2 separate regions of the Sus scrofa genome follow, and region 2 is linked to region 1. Evidence: chromatin contacts called from public HiChIP or PLAC-seq data. All regions are on one chromosome and are shown on one strand. Each heading gives the region's core, a stretch centred on a gene start, on an enhancer-like site or on the middle of the called end of the contact. The rest is flanking DNA. Distances are from core to core; before and after follow the strand shown. Region 1 overlaps PDGFRL (platelet-derived growth factor receptor-like protein). Region 2 overlaps MTUS1 (microtubule-associated tumor suppressor 1).

Region 1 (5,617 bases), core at 1,046-3,545:
GTGACACATTCAAGGTCATATGGACTCATTCTGTGTGAACAACAGGGGTATTAGCTACAACACTGACCAGGATGCCCTCGCCTAAGCCTGAGCGTTAATTTATCATGAAGTGGCACAGATCACCTGGCCTGATGTAAAGTGTTGAATAAGAAGGAGATTCATTGAACCATGACTCCATGTTAGCAAGCCGGGTACTCATAGCTACAGAACTCCTGATCCATGAAGGCATTTGCTGCTGTCTCCAGGAATTCTGTCCCCAACCTAAAACATACAACTATGACACAAAGAAATCTAGTGAAGAAAGCCAAGAATAGGAGTTCCTGTTATGGCTCAGCGGGTTAAGGACCTGATGCTTTCTCTGTGAGGATGCAGGTTCCATCCCCGGCCTCTCCTAGTGGGTTAAGGATCTGGCATTGCCACAAGCTGTGACTTAGGTGGCAGATGCAGCTCAGATGTGGTGTTGCTATGGCTGTGGTGTAGACTGGCAGCTGAAGCTCTGGTTTGACCACCAGCCTGGGAACTTCTGCAGGTGCGGCCGTAAAAAGAAAACAACAACAACAAAAAGCCAAGAGTAATTGAGGCATACTATAGGCAAAACATGGGAGACTATGTAACAAGTGTTGGGGTGTGATTCAGCTCAAAGATTTCTCTTAGCAATGACTATAATCTCTCACAGAATAATTCAAAAAACAATGTATGTAATTAATGTCTTATGCCCCAAGCAAAAAACAACCCCCCCCAACCCAATCCAGAGAGCCTTGACTGTCCAAAGGAAAGTAGGGGTAAACCAGGCCTCACTTTTTTATTTTCATTTTTGGCCACCCTGCCACATATGGCATTCCTGGGCCAAGGATCAGATCCGAGGTGCAGTTTCGACCTAAGTCACAGCTGCGCTATTGCTGGATCCTTGACCCACTGTGCCGGGCCAGGGATTGAACCTACAACCCAGTACTCCCAAAACACCACTGATCACTGTTGTGCCACAGCAGGAACCTCCCAGTCATCATTTCTATAAGTAAAAAAAAAAAAAAAAAGCCATCATCTGGAGCTTAAAGAACATGCAGTGATATCAAAGAAAACAGGAGGCTTGAAAGAAACTGGCTGAAGGTGCACAGTCCCATGGCAGCCAAGCAGAGCTCAGAACCCAAGACTAGTGAGTTCCTTGTCTGCTCCTGCTTGATGCCCTTTCCCTTGACCTTGGCAGGAATGAGGTCTGGGCTGTGAGGATGAGGAGAACCCCAGCACCCTTACTGGGCCCAACTCAGAGGAGCTCTGCTGAGCTGGGAAATACCTTCCTGAGCAAGGGCTGTGGGGCTGACTTCCCCAGAGACACAGTGGATGGCTGCCAGGCTTTAAGACTGCTCTTAACACAAATAAATCGTTCCCCTCCTGCCTCCGCAGGGGGGCAATATCTCAGTAGGGTAAATCCCACAGTGCGGTAATCCAATGGGCTCGATTTGGACTTAAACTAATACCTATTTTGTTTCTTTTAAGAAACAAAAGTTAAGTAAAAGCAAAAAAAAAAAAAAAAAAAAAAAAAAGAGTTTCCATTGTGGCTCAGAGGGTTATGAACCTGACTAGTATCCATGAGGACATAGTTTCAATCCCTGGACTCACTCAGTGGGTCAGGCATCCAGCGTTGCCGTGAGCACAGATGCAGCTCAGATCCCAAGTTGTTGTGGCTATCTGTGGTGTAGGCCAGCAGCTGCAGCTCTAATTCATCCCCTATCCTGGGAACTTCCACATGCCATGGGTACGACCCTATAAAAGCAAAAAAAAAAAAAAGTTAAGCATCACTCTTCTTCCAAAAAAGGAAAAGCATTTTTTTAAAGAAAAATCTTTTCAGAGTTCCCTGGTGGCCCAGTGGTTAGGATCTTGTGTTGTCACTGGTGTAGGGTGGGTTTGGTCCCTGGCCCAGAAACTTCCACATGGCGTGGGCACAGCCAAAAAAAAAAAAAAAAAAAAAAATGGCCTTTTCAATTCATAAGGACTCAGTATTCCAAGTATATTGCCAATCCCCTCTCTCATCTTTGTGCCTTGAATGTAAGAATCCTTTAAGCACTTTACCTTCTCTCTCCCAAATAAATAAGCCTGTGTCTTTCCCTTTGCAGAGAAAGGAGAACTCTTTGTACCTTCACCCAGTCACTTTGATGTTGTCTACTTGAACCCCGACAAACAGGCGGTGGTTCCTTGTCGAGTGACGGTCCTGTCGGCCAAAGTCACGCTCCACAGGGAGTTCCCAGCCAAGGAAATCCCCGCCAACGGAACGGACATTGTTTATGACGCGAAGAGAGGTTTTGTGTATCTGCAGCCTCACTCTGACCACCAGGGGGTGGTCTACTGCAAGGCAGAGGCCGGGGGCAAGTCCCAGATCTCGGTCAAGTACCAGCTGCTCTATGCAGAAGGTAAGGCTGCTGTGCACCCCAGCGAGATTGTAGTCACTTCTGGCTGCCAGTATCAGGGTACGGCCGTTCCCAGTGATGGATGGAAATGAGGCACAGAAGGCTGGTTTTTTGTTTTGTTTTTAAAAATGTTTTTCTTGGGAGTTCCCATCATGGCGCAGTGGTTAACGAATCCGAATAGGAACCATGAGGTTGCGGGTTCGATCCCTGGCCTCGCTTATTGGGTTGGGGATCCCGCATTGCTGTGAGCTATGGTGTAGGTCGCAGACACAGCTGAGATCCCGAGTTGCTGTGGCTGTGGCATAGTCACGGATGTGGCTAAGATCCCACGTTGCTGTGATTGTGGTGTAGGCTGGCAGCTACAGCTTGGATTAGACCACTAGCCTGGGAATTTCTGTATGCCGCGGGTTCAGCCCTAGAAAAAAAGACAAAAAAAAAAAAAATTTTTTTTTTTCATTTTACAGCTGTACCCACAGTGTATTGAAGTTCCTAGGTTAGGGGTCAAATTGGAGCTGCAGCTGCCGGCCTACACCACAATCACAGCAACGTGGGATCTTAGCCACAACTGTTGACTATGCCACAGCTTGCAAGACTGAATCCTTAACCCACTGACTAGGGCCAGGGATTGAACCTGCATCCTCAGGGAAACTATGTCAGGTTCTTAACCTGCTGAGCCACAATGGAGACTCCTCACAGAATGCTGTTTTTAAAGGCTCTTCCACAGAGGAGAAACCACAAACGTTTCTCCCAGTAGTAGATTCGGACTTCCTCCTTTCTGCACAGCTGCACACCTGTCTATTCACCTTCATCTTTCTGCTGTCCTCCCACCAGTCTGCCTTCCCTTCATTCTGCTTGCTCTGCCCCCATGTCCCTTCTTCTCCCTCGGCCCTTTTACTCCCTTCACAAGAGCCCCTGCCAGACCTCTGGGGCTCTTTTCCTCCTTCCAAGTGGGACAGCTACTGTCGGGGAGTCCTTGGATGACCACCCAGTGCCTAACACCAGGGCAGAGAGAGAGGTGGTGTCAGGGAGACCACAGGGGGTGGAGAGGGGAGGCACGATGCTAGATGGGAAGCTGCAGAAAAGCAGGAACGTTGCCTATCTGCCCAAAGAAGAGACTGGGTCTGTTGGTTTTTCTCTACGTCGTGCTCATAGATGTCACCTCTTGGGGCCTGCCCCCTGCCCACTCCCAGTTCCCAGCGGCCCTCCGTCAACAACCATCTTAGCATCGGCGAACAAAGTGAAAGGTGGGGATGACATCAGCGTCCTCTGCACTGTCCTTGGGGAGCCGGACGTGGAGGTGGAATTCAGGTGGATCTACCCCGGGCTGAAGGTACGCGTGTCCCAGTCTCAGCAGCCCGCTGAGCTCAGTGTTGCTCCCCACCCACCCCACCCCTGCCTCTCTGTGACATGGACCAGGACTTGAGAAGCATGGGAAATGTGTGGAGCTCTGGTAGGGCCAGGGCTTGCCTGTTCTCCTAAGATGGGTCATGCTATTTACAAATGGATTTTTCTTAAAGGACAGGAAAAAAAAAGTGACTGGTTCCATTAGACAATTCAGTCCATGTACCCTAGTCGTGTTATTTTCCCTCTTAGCGCTGAAGGAAGGGGCCAAGGGCATGAACAGGAAGGGAGGGACCTCCTTCTTTCTTTACCCCCAACCTCAGTCTTCATTCGGGGATGATTGGAAGTCCCTCTAACCTCCCCCTGGTATGTCTGTGTCCTCCTATGCAGGCTGGGCCTTGGCACAAGGCGCTTTGAGTAGATACCCAAGTGGTCATTAAACCCAGGACTTTGCAAAGGTGCTGTGAGGCCGAGCTCCTGTTAAAATAGACTTCCCATAAACACCACGCCCAGCACATTTAGCCTCTGGGCCTGTTCTGCTCGCTGAAATAAACAGCTTTGCTACCAACATGGAATAATCCCTTTGTTGCCAGAAGAGATTTGGCCTCCTCAGAGGTACTCAGGAGCCAATACACTTCTGGCTTGGGGACTGTGATGGGTGGAAAATAACTCTCCCCGGAGGGTGGTACTTTCTGGGTACCGGGTACTTGTTTTTAAAAAGCGCTGTCCCTATTTAGTAACCATTAATAATTTTCAGTACTTAAAAAAAAAAAATGTTGCTAATTACTGTGAGTAGAAAGGGGGATTCATTTCGTAAGTACTACCGTTATGTTAAATCCATAAAATGCTCTATTCTCATCACCAAAGTTGGATGAAGTATCTCAAAAGTGACCATTTCACTTTCTAGACATAGGGAGTTATATCACCTAGGGTACCGTTTATCCATCCATCAGAATCCTATAGCACATGTGACTTATCCTACGTCCTCCTCCTGCAAATCCAAACATTTGGGAGCTCTTATTCAATTACACCACGAGTGCTTCAGGCTTCCTTTTGACTAAATCCTGTGAATAAGATGCATTGAGGGAAGGGGGTGAGTGTGGGCAGTGTCAATAGGAAATCAGTGGAAAATTTTATCCGTGTTTTTATACCTAATACCAGTCCCACATTCTTCAAGTTCCAAAAGAATAAAATGTAAATTAGGTAGAAATTTATTGAAGAAAAGGGCAGAGAGAGAGAACCGCACAGCATAAGGACTTTGCAGGCTCTGCTTGGACAAAATGCAGCCTAAAATGACTAGAGAGTGGCAGAGCTCCCGAGAGCTGCGCATACCAAGTAGTCTTGGAGAAGCATGTGCCTGCCGCTTTGAAAGGAATATTCAGCAGTGCTGGATGAATGGGAGCTGTTTGACAGCAGCTTGGTGGTGGTGCTTCAGCCCCTGTGTGTCGTTAAACAGGATGAAAGGCCCGTGACGATTCAAGACGCTTGGCGGCTGATCCACCGGGGACTTGGACACACCACAAGGATCTCCCAGAGCGTCCTGACAGTTGAAGACTTGGAGACCATTGACGCGGGTTATTACATTTGCACTGCTCAGAATCTCCGAGGACAGACCACAGTAGCTACCACTGTTGAGTTTTCCTGATTTGGAAAATGAAGTATGATGAACTTGCGGGAAAGCCAGTTCGTGTATGCAGCCGGCTCTGGGGCTCCTTTGACCAGTGCATTGCCAGAGGCTGATGTCAAGTGCCAAACCCCGGGTCCTGTCTTGTGAGTCAGACCCAGACCTCCAAACTAAAAGGAAGTCACCCGGTCTAATAATAGATGTGTTAACTCCAAGAGAAAGCCTGTATTCTGATAGCCGACCTACGTAT
Region 2 (5,418 bases), core at 1,148-3,647, 61 kb after region 1:
ATATGCTGCAGGAGTGGCCTAAGAAATGGCAAAAAGACAAAATAAATAAATAAATAAATAAATGCAGCTGACTTCAATATCCATTTTATTGGGAGAGTTTTCAGACCTTCAAGTTATGTAATATGGATAAGCTTACCAAAGAGTCTTAGCAGGGTAAGTAGAATTGTATTCTTTACATAATTTTAAAATGCTTCCCACACACAAAACTTTTTTTTTTTTTTTTTTTTTGGCTGCACCCTTGGCATGCAGAAGTTCCCAGGCCAGGGATCAAACCCTTGCCACAACAGCAACAATGCCAGATCTTTAACCCACTGAGCCACAAGGGAACTCCAGAAACTTTTTTTTTTTAAATCACTGCTATTCATTACATCTAACAAAAATATAGAAAAATGCACAGCCAGGAAAATCTACACACCAAAAATTCTTAACAGAGATTCCAGGTTTTAGTCCCATCTCTACTGCTGGGTATGTGCCCTCAGGCAACTTAATGCACTTCTTTGGGTATCTCTGACTTTCTGGTATAAAATCAGGTAAACTAGATCAACTCTAGGGATACTCTGGCTATAAAAGTTATGACAGCAATCAAGATGTGCCCAAAATATCGATATTAGTCAAACTCCGATAATAAAAGCCATGTGTCTTTTGCTTAAGCTGCCCTGGTAGGCTGTCTGCTTCACAAAAATGCTACAAACAACCTGCTGAGAGAAGACTGGTTAACTGAATCATGGCTCAGCCAACAACGGGTTGTTATATGATACTAAAGAGAATGTGGGAGAGAAACATAGTAACATGAAATCTGAGCTATATGAACCTAAAAAAGTCGAGAAAAGGAGAGAGCAGACTTGTGGTTGCCGAGGGGGAGGGGGAGCAAGTGGGGTGGACTGGGAATTTGGGGTTAGTAGATAAAAGTTATTACGTTTAGAATGGATAAGCAATGAGGTCCTGCTGTATAGCACAGAGAACTATATCCAGTTACCTGTGACAGAACATGATGGAACGTAATTATGAGAAAAGAATGTATATGTATGCAGATCGACTATAATAAAAAAATTTTTAAGTACACTAAAGAAGCCTATATATGGTATTCTTCCATTTCTATAAAACAAAAAGGGATATGAAAAAAAATCTACATAGGTTTACACAGGACCAGAAAATTACTATCAAGATAAACAAGCACCCATGAGAGTGGCTGCCTCTGTGGGGAGGCTGGGTCCTGGGTAAGAAAGAGGCTCCCTTGGAGTGGCACAACCTCCCTACTGTTTGCTCTCCTTTTTAACCTGGAGCGTGGACTGTTTAAGTTAAAACTAAGTGCCATTACATTTGAGTAATTTAAAATAAAAAAAAAAAAGGTGCCATTGGGAGCTATTTTAGATTACACAAATTATTGCAAATACAAGGGCACTCTTATTTTTATTTTCTTCACCTTTTTATTCTTTAAGGTTGAAAAATGACAGTGGCACTTAGGCTGAAAAGCAGAGCCACTGTCTGCCTCTTCACTCTCTCCATTTCCCCTCAGCCATCAGCGACAGAGCAGGGAGAAGGCTGGCTGACTCCAGGGACAGGTCAAGGGGAGTTATGAAACACAGAGAAGAGATGCTGGAAAAAAAATGAGATTTACCCCCTAGGGAGGAGAGATGCCTCTGGGAAAATGGAAAGCAGTCAGCTAAAAAAAAAAAAAAAAAAAAAATTACTAGGGACAGAGAGGGAAAAGAAGACATGGAAGGGCCAGCTTGCATGTGAAACAAGAACACATCTATTTACAAACTCAAACGACCTTATCACAGTGACCGGGAACCAGCCCCCATCCAATGTAGCCACGCTCCAGTTTTCACAGCATAAAATCACCTTAACTTAGCATAGGTGCAATGGTATCTAAACACGAAGTAGCAATGGGAGATAAATGCATCCCCTGAAAGTAAGCACACAGGTTTCCATGAGCCTAAAATATACGCTGTGCTTATTTTCATCTCGAGCACAGAAAATAAAAAGCAGATACAAAAATAAACAGAGGCAGTTTTTATGATTATAAATATTTTCACCATGAAGTGTGGAAAACTTCACTTGTGGTTCATTTACTACCTTTCCCCAAACTCGAATTTGTTAGTTCAGAAATAGTGACAGAAATCTTTTAGCATACCAGATGAGCCTATCACATTCTCAGGGAGAAACTGAATAATGAAAAACTATAGAAACCCTGTCATTTCATCTCCTTCTCTAAAGGAGTCTTCTTAATTTACCTGTGTCCTATTCCAAAATCATGTGAAGTAAAATGTAATTTAACAGGTGTTAATTTTTCCAGATTCAGTTGGTGTCAGAAAGAAGAGCTGGGGAGCAGCCACGCAACAGTTCTGCTTTCAGCAAACAAACCAAGCACACCATCAGCTTGCAGACAGTCAAAGTATCGTACACTATGTGTTGAGACAAAAGAGAGAACTGCTTGTTTTTTACAAATTATGCCTCGTTCTCTCCTTAGAGCTTTCTCCTCCCAGTTATCTATCCCCTTAGAAAATTTCCGATAAACACCTGCAAATTAATCAAGATGTCCCCCATACAACAGTTAACAGAGACCTGGGCAAGACAAACCTGTGTGGAAAATGACAGTGCTTTTCCTAAACCCTGAAGGAAATGAAGATTTCGAAGCAGTCCTTTGGCTGTCAGCCGTACGTGAATGGTGGACAAGGAGAATTTGGGGGACAGCAACATGTCTTCAGAGCAGGTGCAAGGATTTCACAGCAGAATCAGCTTCCATGGACTCTCACATACTGTCTTTTTAAACCCAGCACTCTTCTCTGAGGCCAAGAAAGACAGAGAGAGGAAACGCGCCTACATGGCAAATGTCATCCCAGTGCACACACACACAGGAGACCAAAAAAAAAAAACCCAAAAAAACCCAGGGCTATCCAAGTGTTTCTGGCTTCTGTTTCCAGTCCCAGATGTTGCCAAAACAATGTTCTTCCTCTGAATAAAATCTCCTCTTAGCAGACCCAGCAGCCAGCAGCCTCTGAATTACATCACTGAACATGCTCATGGGTTGTTATGGTTTTCATCAGAGATGGTGAAGGGGAGGAGAAAGTGGGTGGTCTTAGGAGCTTTATATAACAACCAATAATGTCACGGATTCTGTAACGACTTGGAGGATCCTTAAGGAGAAATAACTACTTCAAGTGTCTATTTATTTAGAAATTAATTTAAAAAATTAAGACTTCTTTAATCTGTGTTCAGAGTTTTTAAAATGGTAATTATATTAACACTAGTAATACTGGGCATGTTTTCAGATATTTTACATGTAAACCTACATATAAACCTGATACCTGAGACAAAAAAATGTTAATGGCTTCAAGCCATAAATGTTCCCAATTACAATTTTCAATAAAATGTCTAGTGTAACACCTGGAACTAACAGTATTGTAGGTTAATTATACTTCAAAAAAAATCTTTTTCCTACAATATATTAATGATAGATTCATAAAAGGTTAAAGCTCAAATTTAACACTATTATTCTAAGGGCCACACTAATAACTAATGATAAAGCCTTGATACAACTTCTCCAACAGACATAATTTAATAGTTCCAGAGGAATAAAAATTAGTCAGAGAGGCAGTATTCTAAGGATGCTACTTACTGCATGACTAACAGCATTTAAAGGAAAATCAGGTAACCTCTCAAGATAGTAATGTTTTGAGACGAGGTACACCAGGAAAGTATGATTAGTGTTTATCTTTTATTGAGCTCTATTAAATGTTTGAGTCCTTTGTAAAAGTATATCAAAATAAGATGACAAAAACTAAAAGAAGCTGAAGAAAAATGCACCGGCAAAATACTCACGTAAGTAGAACTAAACTATTAGACCAATTATATAGCCCAAATTCTTAATATTTTTTAATTTTAAAAAGTACAAGAAAGTGGGAGTTCCCGTCACGGCTCAGTGGTTAACGAATCGACTAGGAACCATGAGGTTGTGGGTTAGATCCCTGGCCTTGCTCAGTGCGTTAAGGACCCGGTGTTGCTGTGAGCTGTGGTGTAGGTTGCAGATGCAGCTAGGATCTGGTGTTGCTGTGGCTGTGACGTAGGCTGGCGGCTATAGCTCTGATTAGACCCCTAACCTGGGAACCTCCCTATGCCGTGGGAGCAGCCCTAAAAAAAAAAAAAAAAAAAAGTAAGAGAAAGCAAGGTGTAAAAAATGATCTCTATATGTTTTCAAGATTTCCTATGAAAAAATGAAAGACTCAGTTACAGAAATGAATGTAGTTAACTGTTAACCACAAACAACCATTAAATGCCAGGAGAATGTGCAGGAAGCAGTTACTCTTCCAGAAATTCTACAGAGCATGTAGGGTATGAATAGGGAGGGAGATAGGCAGGAAAGGAACTTGTGAGGAACTCCTTCTCCCTTTGCACTCACCCCCAAACCTGCCATTTTAAAGGCTGTCAATACAACACTAACCCGGTAACTCTGCCGTGGCTTAGCCGTGGGACAGTCACAAGCTGGTCATACAGACGAGAGGTCTTGTAAACATGGCCCCCACGGCAACGGAAACACAAATAACCAAGGAAGTAAATATAGAATTAGATCTAGAATTAAATTAAATCTAGAAAAGCTACATTTGGGTGCTGCCTTTTCACTTTACCACAGTCTATTATTATTAAAAAACAAAAACCTAACACCTTTTTTTCCCCCAGATTCCACAATTAATGTACCAGAACCATCTTTCCCCCACCCGCCTCTCCAAAAGACCCCCCCAAAAAACTTGTAAAACTAAGATACTAATCAGCAATTACAAATTATAAATTAAAGCCATTATAGATAAGGGACTAAAGTTAAACACTGATATTATTTAAAATAGACATGACACCACCCTCTATAGGATTTTGTTGTTGTTGTTGTTGTTAAATAATAGTAAAGTCTAAATTATCCCAGTTAGAAGGGAGAAATGTGGTGGGGGAGGGATAAATTAGAGGGTTGGGACTGACATATACACACGACTATATATAAACTAGATAGGTAACAAGGACCTACTGTAGAGCACAGGGTAATCTACTTGATACTGGGTAATAACCTATATGGAAAAGAACCTGAAAAAGAACAGATATATGTGTAACTGATTTACTTTGCTGTGCACCCGAAACTAACACAACTTTCTAAGCCGACTATACGCCAGTAAAATTTATTTTAAAATAAAATAAAATTATCCTGATTAGAAGGGAAACCTTTAGGATGGACTACCCACGAGAAAAAATTAGTTAACATGCCACCAATTCATCACATTAATTAAAAATGTTTACTTGAACTATACCAAACTATATACCACTTACATTAAAGGTTATGTTGCTAATGATCTTTTAAAACAGGGGAACAAGGCTCTCTGCTTCTTCCTGTGAGTGATCCCATGTGCCCTGCAAGTGCCTCCCATCCTCTGG

Evidence for each region. HiChIP or PLAC-seq counts read pairs in DNA pulled down with a chosen protein or histone mark.
Region 2: an H3K27ac HiChIP or PLAC-seq map of skeletal muscle shows a contact between it and region 1. The contact joins two enhancer-like sites. A contact is called at or near these places in 1 of 5 promoter capture datasets (liver), 15 of 47 Hi-C or Micro-C datasets (adipocytes, embryonic fibroblasts, fibroblasts and 6 more) and 1 of 2 datasets of contacts at active chromatin or transcription factors (skeletal muscle).

What each region holds. Positions count from the first base shown.
Region 1 is chr17:5,323,151-5,328,767 of Sscrofa11.1, forward strand. It overlaps PDGFRL (platelet-derived growth factor receptor-like protein), which reads left to right. Exons shown (of 6, transcript XM_021077996.1): 4 at 2,112-2,405; 5 at 3,593-3,732; 6 at 5,200-5,617. The coding sequence ends at 5,388. Among named protein-coding and RNA genes, the nearest start is that of PDGFRL, 47 kb to the left of the region's middle. Within about 2 kb of position 2,296, at least 9 of the 83 cell types and tissues checked have an H3K27ac peak or open chromatin away from gene starts, as enhancers often do.
Region 2 is chr17:5,384,139-5,389,556 of Sscrofa11.1, forward strand. The region is part of intron 5 of MTUS1 (microtubule-associated tumor suppressor 1); the gene reads right to left. Among named protein-coding and RNA genes, the nearest start is that of PDGFRL, 110 kb to the left of the region's middle. Within about 2 kb of position 2,398, at least 23 of the 83 cell types and tissues checked have an H3K27ac peak or open chromatin away from gene starts, as enhancers often do.